2 separate regions of the Mus musculus genome follow, and region 1 is linked to region 2. Evidence: chromatin contacts called from public HiChIP or PLAC-seq data. All regions are on one chromosome and are shown on one strand. Each heading gives the region's core, a stretch centred on a gene start, on an enhancer-like site or on the middle of the called end of the contact. The rest is flanking DNA. Distances are from core to core; before and after follow the strand shown.

What was found. HiChIP or PLAC-seq counts read pairs in DNA pulled down with a chosen protein or histone mark.
Region 1: an H3K27ac HiChIP or PLAC-seq map of embryonic stem cells shows a contact between it and region 2, with 7 read pairs. The contact joins two enhancer-like sites. A contact is called at or near these places in 4 of 484 Hi-C or Micro-C datasets (myocytes, nephron progenitors, pancreatic cancer cells and 1 more), 2 of 115 datasets of contacts at active chromatin or transcription factors (bone marrow-derived dendritic cells and embryonic stem cells) and 1 of 9 other capture datasets (pancreatic islet).

The regions. Positions count from the first base shown.
Region 1 is chr1:37,128,478-37,133,111 of GRCm38.p6, forward strand. Vwa3b (von Willebrand factor A domain containing 3B) reads left to right here. Exons shown (of 28, transcript NM_001370828.1): 14 at 407-583. It overlaps Gm37020 (a long non-coding RNA gene), which reads right to left. Exons shown (of 4, transcript XR_865351.2): 4 at 3,796-4,634. Among named protein-coding and RNA genes, the nearest start is that of Gm37020, 19 kb to the right of the region's middle. Within about 2 kb of position 1,729, at least 11 of the 459 cell types and tissues checked have an H3K27ac peak or open chromatin away from gene starts, as enhancers often do. A contact at or near this core is called in embryonic stem cells, where this site is marked.
Region 2 is chr1:36,999,756-37,004,351 of GRCm38.p6, forward strand. No RefSeq gene overlaps it. Among named protein-coding and RNA genes, the nearest start is that of Vwa3b, 27 kb to the right of the region's middle. Within about 2 kb of position 2,121, at least 91 of the 459 cell types and tissues checked have an H3K27ac peak or open chromatin away from gene starts, as enhancers often do. A contact at or near this core is called in embryonic stem cells, where this site is marked.

The DNA.
Region 1 (4,634 bases), core at 479-2,978, 130 kb after region 2:
ATGACCTCTATGCTGAGATGCACTTAAAGTTGAGGTGATTCTGCTTGTCAAACCTTTTTCCTACCACAATGTGGGACTTCAGTGGGAGAAGACTGTGCGTGGCCTTTGGGGCTCCATGCTCCTTGGTAGGCAGTTTGCTTATTGGATTGAACTAACATATTGACAAAAACATCACACACTGTGTGAGCAACTCCTATCTCAGAATTTGACCACCTGTGGAAAATACTAAGAATTTATTTTTTTACACTATATCATTTGTCTTTCTCTTTTACCCTTTCCAAAAACATGTTGTATTACTGCTTTTGTGCATAGGTGTTTGTCTGCATGTATGTCTGTTTGCCACATGCATGCCTGATACGTATGGGGGCCAGAAGAGGGCTTCAAATTCTCCTTGTTATCTTTTCAGCCACCAGAAATGGTGATGGACCACGTCAAACTCTTTCAGAACATCCCCATCTGTGCCATCTCCTTCAGTTACAACGATGAGGTTGCGAACGAGTTCTTGAAGGAGCTTGCTGCCTTGACCGGAGGCGAGTTCCGAGCTTATAACTTTGGCTGCAAGGATCCCATTCAGGATACTCAGGTGGGAACTTGGCACACTGAGGAAATGGTTCACTCATTCATTCATTCGTTCGTGCATTCATTCATTAGAGTGTTACGAGTCTCAAAGATCAGCTCCTGAGCTGGGAGAACTGCAGCCATACACAAAACTAAGCAAAGCAGCTGGTGCAGTAATGATGCCCCAAGGTTGGTCCAAATGTGGCCTGAGGATCTCAGAACTTGTGACAATGTGAGCCTGGATCAAGGTCACAGGTACAAGCCAGGAACTCCTATCATGGCTAATGGCCCAAGGATCTTAGTAAGTTTTGTTGTGATCTTCTTCATTTTCCTCTTCCACCTCCTCCTCAGTTGTTGCTTTTGTGTGTAGGTGTTTGTTTGCGTGTATGTCTACGTGCAATATGCTTGTGCCTATGGGGGTCAGAAGAGTGCCTCAAATGCCTTGGAGTTACAGATGGTTAGCACCACAGGGCTGTTAAGAATAGACCCTGGTGCAAGGCAGAGGCAGGCAGATTTCTAAGTTCGAGGCCAGCCTGGTCTACAAAGTGAGTTCCAGGACAGCCAGGGCTACACAGAGAAACCCTGTCTTGAAACAAAAACAAAAACAAAAACAAAAACAACAAACAAAACAAAGCAAGAATAGAACCTGGGTCCTTTGCAAGAACAGCCAGCGCTCTTTAACCACTGGGCCATGTCTCCAGACCACACGTATACTGGCCTTTAACTAGCTACCTCTTAACTTCTCAAGGAATGCAACTATGTGACCATCTGATAAAATAATTCACACTGATGGGGAAAGGGGACAGAGTAACTGAAAGTATTCCCTGACCCTCTAGCCCTGGCCTGAGGATGTGATTTCAATGTTTGCCAGGTTTTTAAGGCTCCTGCTTGAGGTTCAGTTAAGGCGTGGAGACATCTGTATAGTTTAAAGGCATTGGGATTTTAATTTTTATTTATTTATTTTTTTTGCTGACTCAGTCTCTCAGCTAGTGTCCAATTCTCCGCCATTTCATCTCTCCACATGGTTCCTCAGAGCCGGACTCCAGCTCTGCTCAACTCCAGCCGAGCCTCCATTCTTCTTCCTCCTGTTTCCCTCAGCATCTCTGCCTGCCTGGAAGTCCTGCAGTACTTCCTGCCTCAGCTCCAGCTTCCAGCTGTTTATTATTCTAAAAGCCACACCCCTTACTCTGGGGTAGGCTGAGGAAGGTCACCTTCCCTTAGGGCAGCTTGGCTTCCTTGTAAAGGCAGGTGAGGAAGTGAATATTACACACCCCCTTAACCAGGCATTGCAGCTTCAAAGAACAATTGAAAACCCAAGGACAGAACATGCAACATTTGTGGGTCATCAACTCAGGGAGCTCTTCTGTAGGAAACCGTGCTTACTGCTCATTCTCCTCCGTTTTTTTTTTTTTTTTTTTTTTTTGGTTTTTCGAGACAGGGTTTCTCTGTATAGCCTTGACTGTCCTGGAACTCACTCCGTAGACCAGGCTGGCCTCGAACTCAGAAATCTGCCTGTCTCTGCCTCCCAAGTGCTGGGATTAAAGGCATGCGCCACCACTGCCCGGCCGTCATTCTCCTTCTTGTATGTAGAGACCTAGAACTGTTATCAGGACAAATCAGAGATATGAACAACTCTTGGTCTGAGGAGACTACCCTCTGAGAACCGAACCAGACAAAAGGACCTCAGGGGACTGTGCTCTGAGATCACCCTATACTAATGACAACAACCTGGTGGGGAAAGAGCTGCAGACCCTGTTGGAACAGTTGCAGGAGTTCCCATGCACAGCAAACCTGCCGACTTTTAGACAGAGGTTCAAAACAATTCCAAGAGGGAAAGACCACCTTTTCAACAAATAATTGGAACAACTGACAGTCCTCAGGCAAAACCCCAGTCTAAGTGCTGATCTTCACACACAGAGAGCACGCATGCGCAAAGTAAATCACAGGCTCCAATATATAAATTATAACAAATTATATAATATTTGTTTCCCTGTCAGCTACTCAGAGGATGAAATACAATGAAATAAACCCTGGCTTATTTTATATTATGTACTTTCTAATGTATTATCACAGTAACAGAAAGTAAACTAGAATAGCTAGCCTGGGAACTTTAATGAGACCCTGTCATAAACTTAAAGTGGGGCTGGGATATATAAGTTGGTGGTAGAGTAGTGGCCTAGCATGTAGAGTACCCAGGGTTCAAACCCCAGGGCTATAAAAACAAACAAAAAGTGTCCATCTAGAAAACCTGGGAAACACATCAGACATTCCACTGAGGAGGCCCAACAGAAGTGGGAAAGAAGCCAGGCCAGGAGGCCAGATGCCACCAGCACAGGCCAGGAGGCCAGATCCCACCAGCACAGGCCAGGAGGCCAGATCCCACCAGCACAGGCCAGGAGGCCAGATCCCACCAACACAGGCCAGGAGGCCAGATCCCACCAGCACAGGCCAGGAGGCCAGATCCCACCAGCACAGGCTAGAAGGCCAGATGCCACCAGCACAGCCCAGGAGGCTGGATCCCACCAGCACAGGCCAAGAGGCCAGATGCCACCAGCACAGCCCAGAAGGCCAGATGCTACCAGCCTTAGAGGAATACTACCTAAGCTACAGCACATGTCACTCCATGTCTGTCAGAATGGCGGAGAAAACTACATGCTGGCAGGTTGGGGAGAAACAGGGTCACTAACACATTGTTGGCTGGAGGATAAAATACAAGCCACATTGGAAAGCAGTCCGGTGGTTTCCATCAAAGCCAATGTTTAATTGCTGTAAGACCTGGTCCTTGGTGTAGCGGGCATGCATTTCAGAGAATGAAAGCTTGGATTCATATAAAGTATAGGGAGCTCTGCATCTATCAAAGCAATGGAGTTCACAGTTAAATGGTTTCCCTCAAGGTGACCCCGCCCCACATGGCTTCACTGCTGAACTGTAGAGAGGAGTAATTAATATCAGTTCAAGTGCAAGGACCTGGGTGTGGCCTCTGAGATGGGGAGAAAGATGATCTTGGTGGATAGGTTCTTGTAAAACTCAGAGAAGAGGGAGTACTTCCCCATCGTCCTGTAAGCCTCTAAGATGGCTGATATTCCTCAGCTACAAATATGCAAAAGTTGAAAACCAAATTTAACAAACCAAAACAAGTATATAAAACATGTGACACACCCTGGCCATGTTGGATTTAGTGCAGAGATGCACACAACGCTAGTTTAACATTTGAAAGTCAACACATAACGCACTATATCGGTACACTTATTTTTAATGTTTTTTTGTTCTATCGTTTATTTTATGTGTATGAACATTTTGCCTGCATGTGTGTCTGTGGACCACATGCATGCCTGGTACTCTTGGAGGACAGAAGAGGGCACCGGATCCCTTGGAACCGGATCACAGACGATTGTTCCTTTGGAAGAGCAGCCAGTGCTCTTAAGTGCTGAGCCCTCTCTCCCATCCACTATTGTTATTTTTATTTATTCTTTGACAATTTCACGCATGTACACATCCTCTATTATTTCCTTTGAACTCTTCCAGGCCCTACCAACCCACCTCCCTGATGACAAATAGCTTCCGGAGTCCAATCAGTGCTGACCCTGTGTGAATGTGTATGGGGCCATCTACTGGGTCACGAGGTTAACTGCCAACAAATACCTCGGCTTATTACAGACAAAATAGAAGTTAAGGCTACGGGGAAGGCTCAGTGATTAAGGGTGCTTGCTCCTCTTCCAGAGGACCCAAGTTCAGTTCCCAGCACTCTCGTGTCAACTGACAACCAACTAGCTCCAGTTTCAGGGGATCACACGCACTCTTCTGGCCTCATGTTGTACACAGACACACAAGCCGGTAAAACACTCGTAGTTAATAACCATCTCGGTTTATACATCATGACAAACTTTTTTACCAGGTTCAGTAATAACACATTTTTGTAACAATCAAATCCTCCAACATCAGACAAGCTGCAAGGATGTTACCCCCGCTGCTCTGGCCCATCTTCCCAAGGTCCCAGTTAGTGCATCAGAAGCACAAGGAACGGAGGGCACAGGGTGAGAGGAAGTCTATCGTTATCTTCATTCAGCTTCGTCATC
Region 2 (4,596 bases), core at 871-3,370:
GCTGGAAATGAATGAGATCTGGAAACGGCAGTGGTTCCAGGGAAAGCTCAGTTGGGAAGCTCTTGGTGTACATGGAGCCTGGGCTCAATTCCCAATATTGCAAACAACAGCAACAGTACACCTGTTCCCTCTTCCCAGAAGTCCCCAGTTGGATCTTTAGAGCATGTTAGAAATTGTGTTTTTTTGGTGATCTTTCCCAAACTGAAGCTTGCTGCTGAGGGTCTAGACCCTCAGTAGAAGCAAATTAAGACTGAGTTTCCTTGCTATTAAGTTTAGTAACAAGCTCACTTTTACCGGCACCTGTGGACATCCTGTGACAATACACTCCTGTCCTTCATTGTTAATGAGGCACAGCCTACAGGTACCCAGAATGCTGACCTGAGCCTAGTAGTGAGAAGGCCACTTATCCCTTAGTGTTGAAGGAGTTGTGTGGAGAACCCTGGCCTCTCCTTTCACCTGGCAGTAATGGCATAGCCACTCTTTTTTTTTTTTTTCTGATAGAATAATATCAAAAGAAGCAAGTAAAATAAATTTTAAATGAGACTCAAAATCTCATAGAGCAGTGCTCAAGATGTATGAGATACAATAGAAAAATCACCCATTGTAACAGGAACCTGAAAGCTCACAAAGGAAATTTCAAAATGACGAATAAATTCCAGCCCTAAGGTGACAGCCACGGAGGTCATCTGATGAAGATTTAAAGCATCTACAATGACAAAGAAACCGGAACCAACAAATGTTATGAATGTGCTTGAAAATGAAACCAACCGACATTCTAGTAAAGAAACGGGAACCACAAAGAACTATGTGGAGGGGCTGGAGAGAAGGGTGCTTGTTGCTCTTGCAGAGAGGTCCTAGCAGCCATGTTTGAGGCTCACAACACCTGTCACTCCAGCTCCAGGGGATCTTATGGCCCTGGCCTTGTGGGTCCCTGCACTCACATGCATACCTCTCCTCCCACATATACACATGATTAGAGCATAAGAAAGATGTAAAGAAAGAAGTGGACATTTTAGAACTGGACAGTGTAACAACTGGAAACTACAACAGGCAAGCTCAGTAAAAGGAAGAAGCCGGAGAGAGAATGAGAGACTACAAAGCTAGAACAACAGAAACGACCCAACTTCAACAAGTAAGTGTACGGATTTCTGTACACATATATGCATGCAATAACACACACACACACACACACACACAGAGGGAGCATGGGTTTGAAGGAGAGTGAGGAAGGTTTGGAGGGAGGAAAGAAAAGGGATGAATGCTGTAGTTAAATTATAATTTCAAAAGAAAAAAAATTTAGTGTTGACTAGATCGTAGCATTTATTTTCCTGTGACAAAAGACCTAATACTTGTCTCGAGAAAATAGAGAAAGAGCGTAGAATTAAAAAAAAAAAAAAAAAAGATGCTAGAAGATGTAGGGACTGAAATACTCCTCAGACTTGACAAGTCACCTAAAGACACAAAAGAAAGATACCAAGAATACAACAAAGGGAATTAAGGCTTAAAAAAACAAAACAAAAAAACAAACCAAAACCACTAATAAGAAACAGCAGGAAGAGAGAGAGAAAGGAAGAGGGGCAGAGGAGGAAGAAGGAGGAGGAGAAGGAGGAAGATAAAGAAGAGGAAGGAGCAGAAGAAGGGGGAGGAGGAAGAAGATGAAGGAGGAGGAAAGTGAGGAAGAGGAAGGAGGAGGAAGATGAAGAGGGGGAGGAGGAGGCAGGCAGCATCCCACAGGCATGAGGAAATGTCTGAAGACTAAAGAGTGATAAGTTATCTCTCCATTTAGTAATGAGCCAGTTAAAACCAGATTAGAGTATAGTAAACAGGTTTACTATAAATAATAAATAAAGCAGGTTTATTGGGAAGCTGCTTTCGGGCAAGTTCAATGGTCACAAGGACGGAGGTCAGGGAAGTTACAAATGGAGAGGGAGAGAGGGGGGGGGAGAGGGAAGAGAGAAAGACAGAGAGAGGGAAGGGAGAGAGAGAGAGAAGAAGAACAACACCTCTGGATTATGTAGGGAAGAGTGCCTGGGGGGGTGGGGGAAGGCAGCTCAGCCCCTGATCTGGAAAGTTCAGGGTTGGGAGCAGGATATGCCAGGAAGGGACTGAGGGATGCTGGGAGAGCCTGGAGGCCAGGTCTGCTTTGATACGTAAAATACCTCAGCCCCTTGTCCAGGGTCTGAAGGGTAACAAAGAGAAGGAAAACAATCTGGGGAAAAAAAATCAGAAAGATTTTCTCTGTGGGTGAAAAGAACTTTAATAACAAGAGAGCACTCATCAGAAAACACGGAGGCACGAACCTTGTTCATAGCTGAAAGAAGAACTCAGCTTGGAATCTTTTATCTGGTGCGAACAGTGTATAAAATCAAAGGACCAAGGCATCCGCAGATAAAGGGAAGGTAAAGAAACTTGTCACCAGCAGACGGATCCCCAAATAATGACTAAAGGAAGTTCTCTACACAAAAAGGAATTGAAGAAGAAGAAACTGTAGAAAGGCAGGAAAAATAAGGAACTCAGGACTGGGCAGTGGTGGCACACATTTTTAATCCCAGCACTTGGGAGGGAAAGGCAGGCAGATCTCTGAGTTCAAGCCCAGCCTGGTCTACAGAATGAGTTCCAAGACAGCCAGGGCTACACAGAGGAAACAATATCTCGAAAAACTAAACCAAAACAAAACGTCATCTAGTCTATCTTCCCTTCTGATCTTGAGTAACTTTTGATAAGGAAAGCAAAAATGGTAATGCTTTCTGATAAGGTCTTTAAAAGACCATAGTGGAAACTTTTTAAGACTGTTTAATAAATTAAATAAAAGTTCATACAAAAAGAAAGGAAACAGAAAAAGCCTGGCCTAATAGTTTAGCCCTATAACCCCAGCGTTCAGGAAGCTGGCCCAGTAGATGGCACCCCTGCCAGCCTGTTTCCCTCTGAGTAATATGCCTTTTGGCTTGGACCTTATCAACCCATTTTTTTACTAGTTAGTGGGGAGTGGAAAAAAATGGAGACCTTGGATAAGTCATCTTGAATCTGATGACACTTTGCAATGTAATGGATGTGTATCCTCCCCAACTCTGGAGTCTTAGAACATAGCCCAGGTACTCCCCCTGTTTAGCATCCTCCTGCCTCAACCTTCTGAGTACTAAGATTACAGCTATGCACCACCATGCCCATCTGTTGTGGTTCCTTCCTCCCTCCCTTCCTTCCTTCCTTCCTTCCTTCCTTCCTTCCTTCCTTCCTTCCTTCCTTCCTTCTTTTCTTTCTTTCTTTCTTTCTTTCTTTCTTTCTTTCTTTCTTTCTTTCTTTCTTTCTTTCTTTCTCTCTTCTTTCTCTCTCTCTCCCTCCCTTCCTCCATCCCTCCCTCCGTCCCTTCCTTCCTTCCCCCTTTTTTTTTTAAACATTTATACATCTTATTTATATGAGTACACTGTAGCTGTCTTCAGACACACCAGAGGAGGGCATCGGATCCCATTACAGATGGTCGTGAGCCACCATGTGTTTGCTGGGAATTGAACTCTGGACTTCTGGAAGAGCAGTCAGTGCTCTTAACCGCTGAGCCATCTCTCCAGCCCAGGTAATTTCTTATCCCAATAAGCCTGTATAAAAAATACATAACCCAGTTATATTCATAAGCTATATGCCTAGATTGAACTGATCTATCACCTAATGAAAGGAGAGAGACAACTCTGACAAGATTCTGTAGACCAGGCTGGCCTTGAACTCAGAAATCTGAATGCTTCTGTCTCCTGAGTGCTGGGACTAAAGGTGTGCTACCACCGCCTGGCACTTAGGAGAAAATATTAAACTCTTGTGCTTTTATTTCAGTGATCACCCAACAGAAGCAATGGAGGACATTCTGGAATCATCTGGAAGCTGTCTGCTGGGCCCAGCCACCAATGCAGCGGCATTTGATGTCACATAATCTCACTCTAATAACTACAGGCTAGGGGACAGAGGACAAAGCGTATGATGTAGACAAGAATTCCTCTCCCACGTGAAAGTGAGAGGAAGCCAAGGCTTAAAGAAAATTTCCAGGCTGGAGAGATGGCTCAGTGGTTAAGAGCACCGATTGCTCTTCCAAAGGTCCTGAGTTCAAATCCCAGCAACCACATGGAAAAAAAAAAAAGAAAAAAAGAAAATTTCCTAACTGCTCAAAAGGGGGAAAGGGAGAGAGGGCTGAGTAGCACAGGGAAGACACAGTAGGGACCAACTTCTGTCAGGTTATCTTCTAGTGCTTGAGCACTGATTCGAGCCAGTAATGTCTGTCACATTGAATTAATAATGCTGGTTGTTAATGAATAAAAGGTATTAAATTATGATAAAACAGGGACCGGAGAGAAGGCTCGGTCATTAAAGTGCTAACTGTGCAACTGTTAAGTCTGGACTTTGGATCTCAGCATCCAGGTAACAGGCCCTGTGGAAGGTGGGGTCAGCGGTATCTCTGGGATTTGTTGGCTTCTGGTCAAGCTGAAAAGGCAGGCTCTGAAGGTTCAGGGAGAGGCTCTGCCTCAAAGGAAAGGTGGCTGATCTCCTTTCCTCTGTGCCAGGGCATGCATTTGCATGTTCTCACAGGGGCACAGGCGTACACATAAATCAACACAA